Regions from separate parts of the Mus musculus genome. Here all the other regions are linked to region 2. A link is a contact called in public HiChIP or PLAC-seq and promoter capture Hi-C data. All regions are on one chromosome and are shown on one strand. The core of a region is the stretch at or near the end of the contact, and the rest is flanking DNA. Distances in the headings are between cores, read along the strand shown.

Region 1 (3,172 bases), core at 622-3,121, 350 kb after region 2:
TATAGATGGATCAACAATATGAACTAATCAGTACCTCCAGAGCTCATGTCTCTAGCTGCATATGTATCAGAAGATGGCCTAGTTGGCCATCATTGGGAAGAGAGGCCCCTTGGTCTAGCAAACTTTATATGCCCCAGTACAGGGGAACACCAGGGCCATGAAATGTGAGTGAGTGTGTAGGGGAGGCGGACGGGCGGAGGGTATAGGGGACTTTTGGGATAGCGTTTGAAATGTAATTGAAGAAAATATTTAATAAGAAATTTTTAAAAATTTAAAAAATTACTTAGTTAATTAAATTAAAAAAAAGAAAGAAAGAAACTCAAATCTAGGTGTAGTGGGGATTTTGGTTTCTTTAAAAACACACAAATGTTGTTTTTATCTTAATATGAGGCTGCCTCAGATTGTCCACAGCATGCATGATTCATCTCTGACAGGGGTCTGATTTTGAAAGGTGAAGATAGTTTATATTTGGAATTCTGGGAACCCTTGAGAGGGTATATCAAGTGTCCCAAGAGAGGTGGCAGCTGCTGATGCCCTTGCTGTTGCTGTTGCTGCTGTTTGGGTGCTGTTGATTGCTGCTTATTTCATAGAAGGAATTTATTTGCCTCAAGGAACTTGATACCCTAATCACCAGGAAGTAGTCTCATGATGCCAACACCCCATTTCCAGTCTAGTATTCTTTCTCTCCTGCCTAGTGTTGTGGGGTTGGAAAGGGATATGGATTAGGGTGGTAGAAAGGGGGAATCTATAAAGTAGCCAAAAGTCTTTTGTTTTTTTATGTGACATATCCTAACACATATTTATCCTAATCAGAATTAGTGATCAGAGAAGTAAACTTGTAAGACATAAGGAAGTCAGGGGAGATTTTACTTAAGCAATGTTATCAGGTAGGCTACAGTGTCTAGGGCACATAGAATGATACTGGCTTTTGATAGTAATGTGGACATATAACCTACATGAAAAAAATGGCAAGATGGGTTTTTTGTTTGTTTGTTATTGCTTTGGATAAGATGCAGGTAATTAGGTAGGTTTATTTGACTCGTGTAGAATTTCTCTACTGTGATTCTCAAACAATTATGAAGCAAAGTCATTAGCCAAGGGGCATTGAAGAGAAATGATGTAACAGGGGAGAGGAAAGGGACAACAGTTGGGGTAGGAAACTAGTTAAGTGTTGATGGACAGAGTAGCAGTCTTCTTAAAGGTCATGTTCTTGAACTGAAAAGGAAAACCGACGGCATGGTGGTTCCCTTTAGTCCTATTCAGAGTCTCAGAGTAGATAAAACAGGTTAGAGTTTACTAGGGCTTAGGTTTAAAGGACATAAGCAGAACAGGCACATTTACTGACTACATTTACATGGAAGGGATTTTAATGAGTGGAATTCAGTCTGGTTAAGTAGAACACAGAGCATACAGGGAAAGGTGGACAAGGGCAGGGAAAAGCAATAGAGTTAATGAGCCTTAGATACATTGAGCTCAGTCGTCAACGGACTTTTAATTTTTTAAGTAGACAAGTTAAGGTGGAACATGAGGGGCATGTTTACAAAGTGTGCTTAAAATTGAGATCATCCAGAGATGATAGGTATAACAAGCTATAGCACGTGACCATGCAAGCGGAGACAACACCACGGGCAGAAATCCACCTTCTTCAACCCACATTGATTTGGTTAAATTAACAAGCGATTTCATCCATCCTTGAAGGAAAATGGGCTATACACTAATAGGTTTCTATCCAAGGCTCAGGATTTAACGGCAAGATTGTGTATGTGGCCATAATACCAAAATCAATCAAATATGAAAATCCAGTTCCGCTAACTGGATCACAATCAAGGCTGCAGCTGCGCAGTAGAAGCTCTGCACAGTTTCTAGGCAACAGATATAGCTGCTTTGGTCCCTGGCTATAGCCAGGCAAAGATTCTTGTCAGCACACAAGTCTAGATTTGGTCAGATCGAGAGGCAATTGTGAACAAGGTGGTTGCGGCAGAGGACCCGGGCTGTTGGTTAGGATTCCCAGGAACATCTTACTTAGAGATCTTACCATGAAGAAGTTCTTCCCCTTCAGGGGAAAGAGGAAGACAGATGATTCCCACAGCCACTCCTCAGAAGTGCCCATTAGCCTGGCCAAAACCGCACCGCCCAGCCTGTCCATAGGTGGAGGATATCACCTTCGAGATAAGCACTTAAAGAAACTTCATAAAGCTGCTACCATTGGCAATGAGCAGAAGCTGAAGGATTACCTTGAACGCAAGAAATACAATGTGAATGGGCGGGACAAAAGAAGCAGGTGACCGGAACCTAGGGTCTAGAGAGGAACTGGGGAGGACAAGCTGGGGCAGCTGGCTGTTCCAACTATAGAGAAAGCATGTCAGGGCTGTAGAACCTGGGTGTCATTCTGTGGTTTCCTGAACAGCATCACTGTCTTTGGCATAGGGTCACACATAGGTTTTGGCTCCTTAACTTGCGCATGTTTGCTTGGCTCACTGTTTTCTCTTACATTGGCTCTTTTGCTTCTTGGTATGCGTTGTGCCCCACGGGAGGGTGTATGTGTGTGAGGAAAGGCTATCATCAAGAAGGAAATTACAAAGTCTCTAAGACCTGGAAATACCAAAATAAATAACATCGTTTTGTTTAAAGAAATTTGATAACTTTACATAATGTAACAAACTTCCTTGGGCAGACAATGGTTGCCTTTCTTCTTTTGTGTTACACATTCGGGTTTTTTTTTTTTTTTCTTTTTTTTTTTTTTTTTTTTTTTTTCTTTTCTCTGAGACAGAGTTTTTCTGTGTAGCCCTGGCCGTCCTGGAACTCACTCTGTAGACCAGGCTGGCCTCGAACTCAGAAATCCACCTGCCTCTGCCTCCCAAGGGCTGGGATTAAAGGAGTGCGCCGCCACCATCACCCGGCACACATTCGTGATTTGGCTGAGACCAGAAGCGGGCACTAGATCCCCTGGTCCTGGAGTTCGTGAATAATGTAGCAAGCTTATTTATTTTATCACACATTTCACATACTGCCTGGTTTACATAGTTGTTACATATATTTGCAACATTGGAAATGACAATACCACTTGATGGGCAGAGAAATACACAACAGGGAGAAAGATGCCTTTGACATTGCCCTTTGTATTAGTTAGGGATGTTTCTTAAGTTTTGGAGAGCAATCTGAATTGTGTTAG
Region 2 (2,737 bases), core at 39-2,538:
GAAATTCAACAGCTCAGGTTGTTTACATCTGTTCCTGCCCTCTGCTGCCCAGACCCGGATTTGGATCTGGAGGTGGAAGACACTGAGGGGTTGTCCATGCGATACTCAGCTCACTCAGTCCCACTCCTCCAAAAGAGCTGTTGGATTTGGCCAAGAGTGGGAGGCGCTCCCAGACCTGTCTTTCTTTGCAGGTCTTTGCAGCTTTAGCAAGAGCTGCTTCCTCAACCTGCAAATATTTTCCAACCTGGCTTTGTGGGTCAAGACCCCACAGCAGGGTAAGAAGAGAATGTCTGTGCATGCAGACATTTAGAGTATCAAAGAAGGGAGCAGGTACGAGCCTAAGCAAGTCAAGGCGCCAGGGAAAGGGAACAATGTTTTGACACCGGGTTCAGAAAACCCAGTTCAATCCCGCTTTAGCTAGGGAAGAAGGTCCCTACAGATGACTGAGCGAGTGGCAGTCAGCTAGTACCCAAAGTGCAGGCGCTACGGGGCCTCTCTCACCAGTCTCCCCAAGACACATGAGCCCCCCCCCCCCCCACACACACACACAAAGAGCATCCCCACACCTGCCTAGCGATGGTTCACCTTCCCGCCTCTGCTACCCCAGGTCCCCTGAGAGGTGTCAGGCACCCCGAGACTGGCGTTCGCTCCGCACCCCGGAGAGGTGAACAATGGAGACTGAGATACCCCGCGAGTGAGCAAAGGGGTCACCAGGGACGCGTGTGGTGTCCAGAAGGACCGACAGGCCCCTAGTACCCGGGGGTGGGGGCTGGCGTTTCCCCACTTGAGCCCGCTTCTGGCCCTGGGGACACTACGGGGAAGGGACACACGAAGGGCACACCCCGGGGAAGGAATGGGTAATCAAGGGAAGAGGAACAGGAGAGAGGGGATATCCTGGAGAAGGAAGGGAAACCCTTGGGAAGGGAGACCTCGGGGAGTTAAAGGAGCACCCTAGAGAAAGACAAGGCATCCCAGGAAAGGACCGGGCACCCCTAGGGGAGTGTCCAGTGGGGACCCTGGCACCAACCCCAGCCCGCGTCTACGCGGTTCCCCGCGCCCAGGGAACTCGGTTACCGCCGCCTCCGCCGTGGCCCCCTCCGTGTCACCCGGGGTGCGGGACAAGTCGGGCTCGCAGCTCGCGCTGTCCGTCGCCATCTTCCTGCTCTAGCGGATCCGAATGCGAGCTCGGAGCGGCGGCGGGGTTCAGCTCTCTCGGCGCGGGCGGTACTTAACCCGCTGCTGGCTGTGGCCGCCGCGCTCTCAGCCCGGGAGCTCGGCCGCCCCCTCCCGCCTCTCCGCGCCGCCCCTGCCGCTTAACCCTGTGCGCGCTGGAGACGCGGCGCCCCGCCCACCCGCTAGCCCAGTCGCTCCCACGGGACCAAGAACCAGCACCAGAGATGCGCGGCCTCGCGCTGGTGTCGAGGGGACCAAACACCGGGGGATGCAAAAGAAAGCAAGCTTCCTCCCTCGAGGCGACGGGCTGGCCAAAATCTTTGCTTAGACAGTGGGGCACAAGCCGATCTGGAGGCCAGACTCCTGGATGTGAAATAAATCTAAAATTGAGCAACTGTCCCTCACTTCCACTAGCTCCAATGAGGTGCCTTCCTTAATATTTGCCAGCCCCTGTCGCCTGGACACGTCTATCCTCTTGGTTTGTACACCCGGCTTTGTTTTATCGCATCTTCGATGCTAGTTCTCTCTCAAACCATCAACTGAAAGTCTGAACTCACAGCTAAAAGTCCCTGTCCAGCTGTTTTTAGCGCCCTTCCTCCGCAGGTACCTATCTGCTCGGGTTTCTTTTCAAAGAAGGTGGAATCTCCCACCACCACCCGCCCCAAGCCTGAGGTCTGTTCTGAAAAACCACCAGGTATCCAGTAATGTCTTACTACTTTTGAGAGAACAGGAGTTTCTTTCGTACAGATGAGAACACAAGGATACACACACAGACCTTTGTCAAAAATGATCATATGGAAATGCATGGCTGGAGTTTATATGAATGAGTTAGGCCCAAGCAATTAATCTCCTCTTCTCCTGCCTCTAATTCTGTTCTCATCCTTTCCTGCCAAGTCCCAGAATCTGAAAATCTATCACCTTATTGAGACCTTATGGCAAAGACCTCCCCAAATCTCCAGATCTCTAACATTTTTTTTTTTTTTAAATTTTGTTCATTGAAAGCACATAATCAAATGGAGGCATTCAAACTCTGTCTCCCTGAAGCCAAATCAACGCACCATCCAATCCCACGCTTGATATTCTGGAAGGTGGGTGACTGGAATGTTCAGTACATGGAGTATAGCCTTGAAAACAAGCAAGCAAGCAAGCAAACAAACAAACAAACAAAATGACTAAACAACAAGATCCCAGCCTGCTCTCATTGACAGGACCTGACACCTTAACTGTTCATTTTCCGAACTGGATCCGAATATTGTCAGAAATCAAAGAAAATATTTTCTACAAAGACGTTGAAAGGAATCGGTCAACAAAATCTAGAAAGTTCCCCCTAGAAAGAGCAGTCCAGGAAACACACCTGGAGCCCCGAGGTTAAGGGTCAGAGCTTAGGAACCACCTGCAAGTTACCCAGGCACAGAGTTTCCTTTGTTTACTGTTGGCTGATTTCCTCTGCCTGTGGCTTGTACTCTGTCTTGGTCATCACACCACTTGCTTTCATTTAGTCAACTGCTCTCTTGAAATTACCCAATATGAGACTATCTAGACTTCTAAGGCGAAAGGAAAGCAC
Region 3 (2,878 bases), core at 69-2,568, 280 kb after region 2:
TATTATATTCTAGCATAACACCTGGCTGCATTTTCTGCCCTGTCCTGATAACTTGAGTCAACCTGAATTCAATAGTAATGAACGTAATTATTTAGTGTAAGAAATTATAATACAGTACAGCAATCATGGTTACTTGTTACTGCTTCTATCCTTGTGGACAGTGAAGGAGTGCAGTAAGGAGAACAGAACCATGGAAAAGACAGCAGCATAAGAGAATGTAAAGTTGAAGACAAGGTTAGTATCGATTTACATGGGGACAATAGAGAACCTGTCCTGGGCCAAGATGCTAACCATTGAAGTCTAGGATATAGTAATTTTTGCTTAATGAAAGGAAAGTGCCTAAAACTATAGATCCTTAAGGACACTAGGCTGGAAACAGTCATCTAGGGAAGTGTTTTTCCAGGTTTAAGCTGCAAAGTCCCACAGAGGCTGCCGCAGCTGTGGCATGAAGGTACCAAGCTACATCTGAAGCTGGCATCAGAAACTGTACTCAACCTCATGGTTTCAGTTTTCTAGAAAACTGAGATACATGAAATCTGAGATCTCAGAGAGCTGCATCGGATTTTCAGAAAGCTGCAGTGGTCAGCTTTCTGGAAAGCTGGCAGGTTTCTATTTCCTGCAAGGAAGCCTTTTGTGGCCATTATGTGAAACCATGAAGGTGGAGTCTAATTTCCTTATAATAAAGAACACAGAATATTTAGAACAGTAGAAACGTGACACATTTGCCTAGGAAATCTATAGGTACTGAGTAGAACTGGTCCCTAAAAGGGGACACACATATCCCAGATAACAGAGCTGAAGAAGTAGCATTACCCAAGACTGTGAAACACAAGGGATGCTCCTGCCTGCATTCAGGACAGATATCCTCTGTTGGTCCTCTCTGTAAATGCCTCCATAGACTCACTGAGATGGATGCTTCACTTATTCTACAAGCATTAATCTAATCAGTCTGACATTGAAGATTAACTATCAAAGTCCATTCCTTCTCTATTTGACACTCAATCTCTTCTTTCTCTCTCTCTCTCTTTTAAATGCGTTTCCTTCTTGGGGAGGAAGGCACGGACATTTGCGGACTCACTTCTCTCTTTCTTACCAACTCAGGACATCAGCCTTGGCAACAGACATCGTTATCCACTGAACCGGCCTGGCCACCTGAAAAACACACCCTTTTAAATCCCTCATACTGGTATCTCGGACTGAATAAACAGGGTAAAGGGAAGGCAACCAGCAAGATACTAGTGTCATAGTCACTCTGTCTCCAAGTCTGTCGAAATGTGAGTGAGCTTCTGTCAGCATAGCTTGGGCTACTCCTGCTTTTGTGCCTTCTTTGTCATAATGGACTCCTGACTGCTCAAACAGTGAGTGAAGAGAGAGCCTGCCTCCCTTAAGTCATTTCTTATCAAGTATTTGGTCACAGTAATCAGAAAAGTAAATAAAATTTCCTTTTGTTGTTTCTTCTTTTTAAAAATAGAGCATTGGAATCTATCATTACTAAAATCTCTCTTAGCTTTGTGATTTACAATACATTATAGATTACCTATTAAACTTCATGAGCTGAAAAATTAAAAGTAGCAGTACAAAGCTGAAGGAAACTAATATTTATCAACAAAAAATGCCTAAAATCACGATGCCATTATAATGTTAATGAAGACCACAGATGGTAATGTTCATTTGAATTTCAAATACTTGCAGCTTTTCAGAGGTAGTGAACCAATTCAACAAAATTTGCATAGCAGAAAAAATATACATAATTATTTTTCTCCTAGTCCAATAGGACTCAGCAGGATATTATAAATACTTGTTAACATGTCCACTAATGAATGCTAAAAACAGAGGGCTTCTTATTGAGGCTACACAAATCAGAAAATACTGTAATACCTAACTTAGCCAGTGATTGAAGACATAGGAAGTCATCAATATTTCTTCTGAATATGTTTTCTATTTTTCTGCAGTGTTTTTATAGATAAATATGTAGCATGGTGTATGTTTAGCTTTCTGCATTAATGGGCAATAAGGAAACCAATGTCTTCATATTTATCTAGGGAAACTCAGGGGCAAAATCACCTAAAAGCTCTCTGTGATAGGTTCAAAGTTTTCTATATACTTTTTATATAAATTTTGGTCAAAGTCTTAGCACAGTGAAGGCTTGAAGTGAGAAATAAGACAAAGTAATGGACAATAGAATTATCCACATAGAACTATGTAAGGAATATGTTACAAATATAAGATTATAGGGACGTCATGCCAGAATATTATTCAGTATATCTAGGATTGAGTCAAGGAGAAAAAAATTTAAAAAAAATTCCTTAATTCAGTTCTTGGCATTGATGGCTTTGATGGAGCAAATACTACCCACAGTTAGTATCTGCTGATAGAAGGTCTTGGGACAAAGGGATCTACTTAATGAGTCTATAATCAGCTTAGGGTGGTTTTGAGGTTAATTGCTAGAGACATTCTGCACTTTACAGAGCCAGATGGATAGGCAAGGGCTGGAGAGGCACTTCAGTGGGGAGAGGCAGTTACTGCACAAAAATGAGAACCTAATGTTTATGCCCTGAACCAATGATATATAGAGAAAACCAACTCACTAAAGTGTTCCTTTGACCTGCATGCATGCACCAATGGACATGGGCACTCTTACATACATCATATGCTCTACCCCACATTAAAAAACTAACCAGTACCCGGGAGCTCTTGTCTTTAGCTGCACATGTATCAAAAGATAGCCTAGTCGGCCATCACTGCAAAGAGAGGCCCGTTGGACTTGCAAACTCTATATGCCCCAGTACAGGGGAACGCCAGGGCCAAAAAGGGGGAGTGGGTGGGTAGGGGATTGGGGGGGTGGGTATGGGGGACCTTTGGGATAGCATTGAAAATG

The links. Promoter capture Hi-C pulls out the DNA fragments that hold promoters and counts their contacts. HiChIP or PLAC-seq counts read pairs in DNA pulled down with a chosen protein or histone mark.
Region 1: a promoter capture Hi-C map of hippocampal neurons shows a contact between it and region 2, with 4 times the contacts expected there. The contact joins the promoter of Ankrd7 here to the promoter of Cttnbp2 in region 2. A contact is called at or near these places in 2 of 39 promoter capture datasets (cranial neural crest and hippocampal neurons), 1 of 484 Hi-C or Micro-C datasets (cortical neurons) and 2 of 115 datasets of contacts at active chromatin or transcription factors (embryonic forebrain and forebrain).
Region 3: an H3K4me3 HiChIP or PLAC-seq map of embryonic forebrain shows a contact between it and region 2, with 5 times the contacts expected there. The contact joins the enhancer-like site here to the promoter of Cttnbp2 in region 2. A contact is called at or near these places in 3 of 484 Hi-C or Micro-C datasets (Sertoli cells, adipose-derived mesenchymal stem cells and nephron progenitors) and 3 of 115 datasets of contacts at active chromatin or transcription factors (embryonic forebrain, embryonic hindbrain and forebrain).

The regions. Positions count from the first base shown.
Region 1 is chr6:18,864,447-18,867,618 of GRCm38.p6, forward strand. It overlaps Ankrd7 (ankyrin repeat domain 7), which reads left to right and starts at 1,872. Exons shown (of 6, transcript NM_029202.2): 1 at 1,872-2,281. The coding sequence starts at 2,037.
Region 2 is chr6:18,513,581-18,516,317 of GRCm38.p6, forward strand. It overlaps Cttnbp2 (cortactin binding protein 2), which reads right to left and starts at 1,289. Exons shown (of 23, transcript NM_080285.2): 1 at 1,075-1,289. The coding sequence starts at 1,155.
Region 3 is chr6:18,794,298-18,797,175 of GRCm38.p6, forward strand. No RefSeq gene overlaps it. Among named protein-coding and RNA genes, the nearest start is that of Lsm8, 53 kb to the right of the region's middle. Within about 2 kb of position 1,319, at least 13 of the 459 cell types and tissues checked have an H3K27ac peak or open chromatin away from gene starts, as enhancers often do. A contact at or near this core is called in embryonic forebrain, where this site is marked.